3 separate regions of the Gossypium hirsutum genome follow, and regions 2 and 3 are each linked to region 1. The links are chromatin contacts, called in public Hi-C maps. All regions are on one chromosome and are shown on one strand. The core of a region is the stretch at or near the end of the contact, and the rest is flanking DNA. Distances in the headings are between cores, read along the strand shown.

The links. Hi-C and Micro-C count contacts between places; a contact is called where the count stands out from the background.
Region 2: a Hi-C map of leaf shows a contact between it and region 1, with 2.3 times the contacts expected there. The contact joins the promoter of LOC107952011 here to the promoter of LOC107886726 in region 1. A contact is called at or near these places in 3 of 34 Hi-C or Micro-C datasets (all in leaf).
Region 3: a contact with region 1 is called in a Hi-C map of leaf, with 3 times the contacts expected there. The contact joins the promoter of LOC107886724 here to the promoter of LOC107886726 in region 1. A contact is called at or near these places in 5 of 34 Hi-C or Micro-C datasets (callus, hypocotyl and leaf).

The regions. Positions count from the first base shown.
Region 1 is chrA03:104,730,181-104,733,285 of Gossypium_hirsutum_v2.1, reverse strand. It overlaps LOC107886726 (histone-lysine N-methyltransferase, H3 lysine-9 specific SUVH4), which reads left to right and starts at 1,410. Exons shown (of 17, transcript XM_016810778.2): 1 at 1,410-1,624; 2 at 1,904-3,044. The coding sequence starts at 1,932.
Region 2 is chrA03:104,483,460-104,486,564 of Gossypium_hirsutum_v2.1, reverse strand. It overlaps LOC107952011 (serine carboxypeptidase-like 45), which reads right to left and starts at 1,687. Exons shown (of 10, transcript XM_016887241.2): 1 at 1,138-1,687; 2 at 950-1,051; 3 at 707-802; 4 at 222-314; 5 at 59-138. The coding sequence starts at 1,390.
Region 3 is chrA03:104,593,315-104,596,419 of Gossypium_hirsutum_v2.1, reverse strand. LOC107886724 (ADP-ribosylation factor GTPase-activating protein AGD3) reads left to right here and starts at 1,509. Exons shown (of 19, transcript XM_016810774.2): 1 at 1,509-2,414. The coding sequence starts at 2,370.

The sequences.
Region 1 (3,105 bases), core at 161-2,660:
AGATAAGGTTTTTTTTGAAGATTCAACCTTACAAGAAAACTTTACTAGCTCAAGAAAGAATCTCAAATACTTTGGACCCTACACTATCATTCAAAAAATTGGACCTGTAGGCTGTACCTTACAAATTAGAGCTCCCAAATGATGCCAAAATTCATCCAGTGTTCCATATTAGTCTGCTAAAGAAGAAAATTGGCTCTGAGGCAGTAGCTTGATATAAATAGAATGCTTTGAATTTCGTTCGATTTGAGTTTATCCAAGGTTTACTTTATTTGAAATTTGGGTTTAGATTCGTTTTAAATTATTGTGTTATGTCTTGTTTTTAAATTTAAATTTTAGTTATTTTATATTGAGATAAATCTTAAAAGTATATATAAATTTTGATTTAATGTACAATATTATACAAGAATTTCGGTCTAGTACAAATTCTATACATAAAATTTTAATTTTAATTCAATTTTCATGTAACACTTACAATATTATCTAAGTAACATTATTTTTCTTGAAGTCAGTGAAAATTCAAATTACTTATTGATATTTTACTAAACTAAAAAATGAATTAGTAAATTTTAATATTTCCACATAATTTAAATTATTCTTTTTGGAAATAATCTACGTAAATTTAAATTATCTTTCCACTAGTACATTGGTAAAGATATATATTTTTTTAATCTACGTAAAAATAATTTAAATTTATTAATTTATGTTTTAGTTTAATAAAATATTGCATTAGCAATTTTTATATAATATGATGAAAAATAATGACACATAAATAACAATGCTATTATATTGTGAAAATTGAATTAAAATTAAATTAAATATATAATATTATATATTAAATTAAAATTTATGTATAATTTTGAAATATTTTTTCTTTTAGAGCACCGTACTAAATTTTGAAGCCCAATGCCTAAAAATCTACTCGAATTTGATTTGGGCTTACCTACAGTCCCTCGACATGCCTAGTGGCACAAACTCTGGAGTAATATAATTTTGGACTTCTTTTTTTCTCAATTTTCATGAATGATTTTATGTGTTTTTAATTAAATAAATAAAATTAAACATATTAATTATTATGATAATTAGAGTATTTTAATAATATAAAAAAATATATCATAAATAAAGTCTGAATGAAGATATTTTTTTTACTAATTAAAGTGAAAATATTTATTTAAAAAAAACATGTATTTTTAATTTTTTTGGTACTATGAAAACTTACAAGTTAAGAGATATTATAACACTTGATTTTATTTTTTTTGAAGCATGTGCGTTTTTTTTTATTTTTAATATTTTTGTTAACATTTTAAATGTAGTTTACTTAACCTATTTTTCTAGTATTCACTAAAATATTATATACTTGTATTTTATAATATGTTTATATATGTATATATATATTATATTGTATTGGCAAAAAGGTTGAATGAGAGAGAGCAGAATCTTGAATGTGAGAATCATGCTTTGAGACTTTTATTCAAATCCGTCAAAATCTCAGCTTTCCCGCTGCTCTCAATCTCTAAATCGGAAAACCCATGTCAAGAAGAATAGTTTTACGAACCCTAGACTCGATTCTAAAAGACGGCAACTTTCCAGTTCAGTCTCCTCCAACATTCCAGCTCTCCTTTCACTGGTAGGCTTCTCCACTCTCTTTTCCCTCCTTTTTCTTCGATTTTTTTTTCTATACTTGCAAATCAATTTTCCATCTAGAATGAGTCTAATAAAACAATGCTGGTTCTTTATGTTCTCAAAGATTTACTACGCACCTTGAAATCGATTCTGCTAATTCACTCCATTCTTTTTTTTTCTATGAAAATTTAGAGAGCTAGTGTGATCTGTAGACGTGTTTTTAGTAGAAAATTTCTTTTGTATTTCCGCTTACTCCGACATTCTAATATTCCTCTGCATGCAGATCTTGTAGCGTGGTTTCAATTTTTTAAATGGAAATACAGCGAAGAGTTAGTCCAAGGTTTCAAAATCTACCAAACGGTGGTAAATCGAACATTGAGAAGATATGGAATGCAACAAAATCAAGAAAAACATTAAATACTAGAGTTAGCCCAAGGTTTCAAAATCTACTAAATGTTGGGAACTCAAACATTGAGAAGATAAGGAATGCAACTGACTCAGGAAAGAAATCAAATACTAGAGCTAGCCCTAACTCAAAGATTGTGAAGATACGGAATGAAACTGACTCGACAAAGATATCAAATACTAGAGTTAGCCCGAGGTTCCAAAATCTACCAAAATTTGAGAAGATGCGGGATGCAGCTGACACAAGAAAGAAATCAAATACTAGAGTTAGCCCAAGGTTTCAAAATCTACCTAATGGTGGTAACTCCAACAATGAGAAGAAAAGGGATGCAGCTCTCTCAACAAAGACATCAAATACTAGTGCTAGCCCAAGGTTCGAAAATCTACCAAATATTGAGAAGATATGGAATGCAACCGACTCAAGAACAACATCAAATACTAGAGTTAGCCCAAGGTTTCAAAATCTACCTAATGGTGGTAACTCCAACAATGAGAAGAAAAGGGATGCAACTCCCTCAACAAAGACATCAAATAGAGTTAGCCCAAGGTTCCAAAATCTACCAAAATTTGAGAAGATATGGGATGCAACCGACCCAAGAAAGAAATCAAATACTAGAGTTAGCCCAAGGTTCCAAAATCTACCTAATGGTGATAACTCCAATAATGAGAAATTAAGGGATGCAACTCTCTCAATAAAGACATCAAATACTAGAGTTAGCCCAAGGTTCCAAAATGTACCAAATGTTGATAACGCAAACATTGAGAAGACATGGGATGCAACTGACTCAAGAAAGACGTTAAATACTAGAGTTAGCCCAAGGTTTCAAAATCTACCAAATGGTGATAACTCAAACATTGGGAAGATACAGAATGTACCCGATTCAAGAAAGACACCAAATACTAGAGTTAGCCCCAGACTCCAAAGTATTCCTTTGGAGAAGAGACCCTTTTATGGTAGTAGCCAGAAGAGGAAAACGTTGGATGATTCTCAAGATGAGATTATGGTCAAAAAACACAAAGTTGGTAATGCAAAGCTGGGGTGTTTATCTAATGGTTATGTTACAGTTGAAAATGATGAAA
Region 2 (3,105 bases), core at 438-2,937, 250 kb after region 1:
TAAAAGAAAATCCCCAAAAGGGAAAAAAGGACTGAAATTTCTTTGCGGAACTACTTACAGCGATTCCTTTCAAGTTGAACAGCTTTTCCTTCTTATTAAACTGATGCATAAGTTCAGCCAGCTGGGGTATATAATGGCCTATTTTTAGAAACAGAATCAGTGCTGATTCACATTTCACACTAGAACAAACAATACTATGTTCTTGAACAGCTAAATGATACCAGCATAGCTTTCCCCTGTAATGAAGAGGCTTCTATTCTTGTACTGGGGGAATTTGAGGAACCAATTTTGCAAAAATACCAGATTGTCCCTAGCTACAATAACAAAAGAGACAAAAGTTAGAAAGATGAAAGGTAACTTGGGGAGATAAACTTTTGTAAGACAAGTAAAAGAAATTTTAAAAAAAAACGAAAAAAGAACAGTGATGAATGAACATGGCATCATTGTAAAGTGAAAGACAAATACGGACGGCAATGTCACTACAGCATTGTGAAATATTCTCGGACCCCTTTGCGTGATAAAAGAAATCAAAAAAAGAAGGGGAAAAAGTAAGATAACCCCGAAATAAATAAAAAATAAAAAGGCAAAGAAGCTCTATTGAATATTCAGTATAGAAACTCTGTTTCTTCTACAACTTAAGGTTATTTGCATACATTAAAGTGAGTGAACATTAGGGAAAATGGGTTTAGATTGGAGAGAGTGGTACCAGTGATCTTGTCATTAACAGCCTCATAAGAGGAGTCGTCAGCGGAATAAGAGAAGCCAACTCCAATTGGGGCCTCCAAATACAACATATTGGCCTCTGCAATAGAATGAGATTGCTAACAATCAACTTGTGCTTGTGCAGGCATGTGTTTCTAAGATCTGAAAAACCCCTATCCACTTACCAGTAATGCAAAAACACCATAATTAACAACATGAACAAACAACCGTAAATACATAAGCATACCTCTATTCCAGCTATATTCGTTCTTGACCAGCACTTCCCCGCTAGGCCTAAACGGTCCATTCTCAGAGAAGGCTCCAACCCCCAGTGAAGAGCATCCAGGTCCTATAATTCACAACAGGAACTTAGAAAACGTGATAGAAGCATTATCTTGTAGGCCTGAAAACGAGAGACTGAAAAAAGTGAGAGACCTCCATTGAGCCAGAGGACAAGAGGTTTGGATGCTGGATCTACTTCAGCTTCAGCAAAGTAGTAAAACAAAGCTCTCTGCTTTCTCTTATCAACGGTCACATAGCCCGCATACTGTTGAAACCCGACTTTGGGTTGACCCGGTAGTTGAGATATCCGATCAAACAGAGCCGGAAAACACTCCACTTGAACAGAAAACCAAACCTCAAGTAGAATTAAGCCCAATGCTACTGATCTCCAGGCTAAACCAAGCATGGTGTCTACTTCTTTTGTTTTTGTTTTTTTTTTTTTCCCCTCAGATAAGTCTAAGAGAACGGAAATATAAAAAATAAAAAATAAAAATCAGAGTAAGAAAGAGAGACAAGAAAGTAGACTTGACAACAATGTTGCTGAGTGGGGTTGGATTTTATAAAGAGAGTCCTGTACTTTTGTTACTATTCTATTACATTTATTATATATAAAATATAAATAAAAATATAATGTAGTGTAGGAGCTAAAAGCCTAAAACAGATGGTTGTTGGGTAAATTGTTGGTTCACTTTCTCTTCACTTGGAAATGGTCTGTTAGAGTTGAGATTAGGAGATGGTGAGCAGGACTGCAGGAGTGGGTCACTGGCTAACTGTTACAGAAAACGAAAAGAGAGAATGTGCATTGTAAAGCTCCCCCATTAACTCAGCCTTAGCTTACACCAACACCACCATTGTGTTTATTTTATTTTGTTGTGTTAGAAATAGAAACTACTTTCTTCTACTAGTCTATGATACTACAGTAAGCCAAAGAATACATTGTTCTATTTTTATGTTGTTGACTTCTTGTCACCTATGGTTTTTGGTAACAACATAGAGCATACAGATTGTGTTGTGTTATGCTTACAAGGACAAATAGCCATCTTCACACCATGCTTAACGCTTTCCCACTGTTTGCTTTTTGTTTTTAGGGGAGGGGGTTTCCCTCTAATTCGCATTTTTGCTTTTCAAATATCAGAGCAAAGTGAATGCGTCACGGTGACATAGCAGAGGCATATCAGGTTGTACTAGAGTTCAACAAAGTTCACTTCGAAAAAATTAAAAAAAATTAAATTTTAAATTATTCAAGTCAAATTTAAATAATTAATTCGAGTTTTAAGTTAATTTTTACGGTTTGAATAACAGATTAGTACACATATCTTTTTTATCCTTGTTAAGGTTAGAAAACGAATAAACTGATCTCTCCCAACAAAAAATTCAAAAAAAATTCAAAAATCAAAATATTTATAAAAATTCTAAAATTTTTTTAAAATAATAATTTTGGAACCTAAATAAGTTAATTAATAATTTAAGTTTGTCATACTAAAATATCATATTTTTATTATTATCTTGCTTTGAAAAAGTTTTCAAATATATATAATTTTAAATTTATGTGCTCTAATATGGAATTAATTATATTATAACAATATTTTAATTTGTCATGTTTAAGCTTTTAATTTAACTCGAACTATTTTACTCGATTTAATCTAGCTTGAATTTTAATTTATTCAACTTGATTCGAAAAAAATTTAAATTAAATTAGAATAATAAAATAAGACTCATCAACTCAGTTAATTCGAAACTTTTTCACTAAATTTGACTCGATTCGATCCAACGTTGACTCTAATTTCTCTCAATAAAAATTTTGGAACGAACTAGGAAAAAAACAGATGGGAAACTTGATGATTGGTTGAGAAAGGAACTAATGTTCGAGCTTCAGCTTCGACATTATATACAGTTGCACAAGTCTTTTTCCTCAATTTCTTGGCAGGTTTAACTTTAGTCAAATTATCCAATTAATCGCTTTCTTGGTAAAAAAAAATTAAGAATTTAGATGGCATAATTCATTTGAAAGGTCATATGAAGTGTTAAATCAATTTCTTTTCTTTTTTTTTATAGATAAAAATCAATTTCTTTGTTGATATTTCTCAATTCATTCTTTTATTAAATTAGATATATATATTT
Region 3 (3,105 bases), core at 260-2,759, 140 kb after region 1:
AGACGACTCATTTTTGGTACATGATGTGATGGGTGTTGATTTAATGGTTATACACTAAACATCATTCTAATTAAGTAACTTCCCACAAAGATCTACTAAAGTTAGAATGATGGCCAAATGCGAAGCAATTATTAGTACGTGTGAATACCTAAGAAATTAGGTTCACGTATTAATTGGATGGAAATCCATGTTCTTACTAGTTGATTAATATTGCCCCAATGTGACTTAATTCAATGTTTGTAGGAATTATCGTTGCAACGACATACAAATATTTTCAAGATTTAATTTAAACGTATGCATCATCTTAATGCATATTAAATATTGCAAAAGGCTTTTCAAATATTTGTTTAATACAAAAATATTAATTAATGAATATTTTATTTTTAATTTGAAAATGATACTTATTCACTTACTAAACATACTTAGTAACAACAAACTGAATGAAAATAACTAAGGGATAGAATAGGAACTTCATAATTGTTATGAGCTGTGACAAAGAACAAACTGAATGAAAATAAGGAATACAACAGGAATTTCATGATTATCATGAACTGTAACAAACTAAAACAGTTATTGATAATAATGGTTCTCCGATCACTGAAGCCGAGACTAGAAAACGTTGAAAGAAATTTGATAAAGTAGCTCGTTGCTACATTCTAGCAAGCATGACCATCACCTTTTATAAGAATCCATGAAAATAGGTAAAATAGTCGGCAAAGCAATCAAGAGCCTCCATCTTTTTAGCTCGAATAAAATGACTGTCATACCAAAAAGGAAAAAATCCCAATCAAACATGTTCTCATATCCCAGTAACAAAGCTCGAGAAATGCTATCCCGAAATATAGAACTTAACATATGATGGACGAAAAGCAAATTTAGGTCCCAAGAAATACTGTCTCAAAGAGCAGAGGAGAGGATCTATCATCTCGACTGCCCAGAACAAAAATGCCCACAACAAATGTCATGTTCAATTGTTGCAGATATTTTGGGGGCGGTGATGAGTTGAGTAACTGTGCTCAAGTAAGGCTGAAATTTCTTGGTTGCCTTTCCATTACAATTTTAATTTTCAGGTCCCCACCCTTCGCCCTCCTCTCTTTCCACCGATTCATAATATATATGCTAGATATTTTGATCAACACCAAGTCTCAGAGAAATTTACATTTAGAAAGAATAAATATTCGAATTTATAAAAAATTATTATGATTAATTAAGATTTGGAACATATATGAATACAATGGATGGAAATGTAATCTATGCAGATTGCGTTCAATTATCCAAAAAGAATGATAATTAAAATTTGGCAGGTGACGGGACCGACCGGAGCAAGAAAATCAAAATGGAAGAGGAAAGAGAGTAGTTCTAGTTTGGGTCCCGCTTCCTCGATTGCTGAGTTAGCGAGACAGAAGCATCTTTCAGTTTCTATGATCTACTACCACTCGCTCATGGCGCGTTATTTTCCAATCTCCCACCAATTCAAACTTCAAAAAGTAGATATTTCATTACACGCTTCTCCACTTGTACTCTTCACCTTTCTCTTTTCCCCTTTTTTTCTCTCTGAATGAGGGAGGGGTAAGGAAGGTAGCTCCTGTCAGAAACACACAGTCGTAACGCCGTTTTCAAGAACATCCTCGAAACGACGACGTAGGTTTTGGTATCCACAGCACGCTGTTAAAAATTTTGGCTCCACTAAACGAAATCGTAGATTAAAAGGAAAAAAAAAAGTAAGGGAAGGGAAGGGCTAATTATGTCTGTGTGTTTTCGCTTTTATCTAAGTTGTCTTTGTGTCTCACCTTCACGCATGTTATGGACATTTTTTAGGTTTAATGTATGGAAAATGGACTAATTAATTTCTTTTTCTTTTTCCTTTTTGTTTTAGTTTCTTCCTTACTCACTCACTCTCTCAATTCCCAAGGCTCTCACCCTTAAAAACAACCTCCACTTCCTCTAATAAAATCTTATGTTTTCTTGTCCCTTCCTTCCTCCTCCACTTTCTCTTTTCTAGGGTTTTATTTTATTTATCTTCTTTCGGTTATATATATTTTTTTACCTTTCTTTGTGTTAAATTGAAACCTCAAAGCAAATAGTATTACACATAAAGCGAAAAAAAGAACTGTAAACAAGATTAAAAAAAAAAACTTTCTGTTAAATTAAATGCCGTGAAATCCATGTGAATCGAGTTGATGGAGCTGAATTTCTTGCTCTGGAAGCCGACTGTTGTCAAGTCACCTCGTCTTTACTTTTTGGGAGGGTTTGAATCAGAGTGAAGGGGAGATCTCAGGGGTTTAGTCTTATTCTACGAAGGATCGAGCATTGATGTAATGTTAATTAAGATTTTATCGTGAAGAGAAGAAAGAATCTTGGCCTCCACAATGCATTTCGCTAAGCTCGATGACTCTCCCATGTTTCGCAAGCAGGTTTCTCTCTCTCGACGTTCTTTACTTAGCTGGAACGAAGTCGAGGACATTGTAGATTTACATACTCCCCCCCCCTCCACCCTCCAAAATTGTTTACATATTTAGCTGAATTATTTCAGGTTGCTTATTTTGATTGCCATTTTTGTAACCTTCAGTGCTTTGTTCCCCTTTGGTTGTCGGAGAAAATAAGGCAAAAGAAACAAAATAAAAGGGGAATATTTTCCCCATTAATTTTATCTTTCTAATGGCTGCTTCAAAGAATTTGGCTAGATCAGCGGTAGTTTTTGTATAATTAATGGTTGTATATTTTGCATAAAAAATGTTTTGTAGATTTGGGGAGATTTATTTTATTCTAAATAGAGTTGGAGCATGTGCCTAGTTCGATATCTAGCTTGACTATCAGTATCCATGATTGGTGGGTTTAAAAGATTGTTTAAAGAGTGATCCTTGATCTCTCCTGGTTTGCGATAAGATGTATTTTCTGAAAATTGAAACTATAGGGCACTGATTTTCAAATGATCTCTTATGTTTTCTTAATTTGATGGGATTAAGTTCTCTTTATGAATAGGGTGAGATAAGAATGGAATCACGTTGGAGAATTTTAGTGAACTTTTTATCTCATGAGTATCTTTGTCAAGCGCTAACCTTTACATCCACATTTGTATTTTGTACATGCTGATTATAGTGGGAT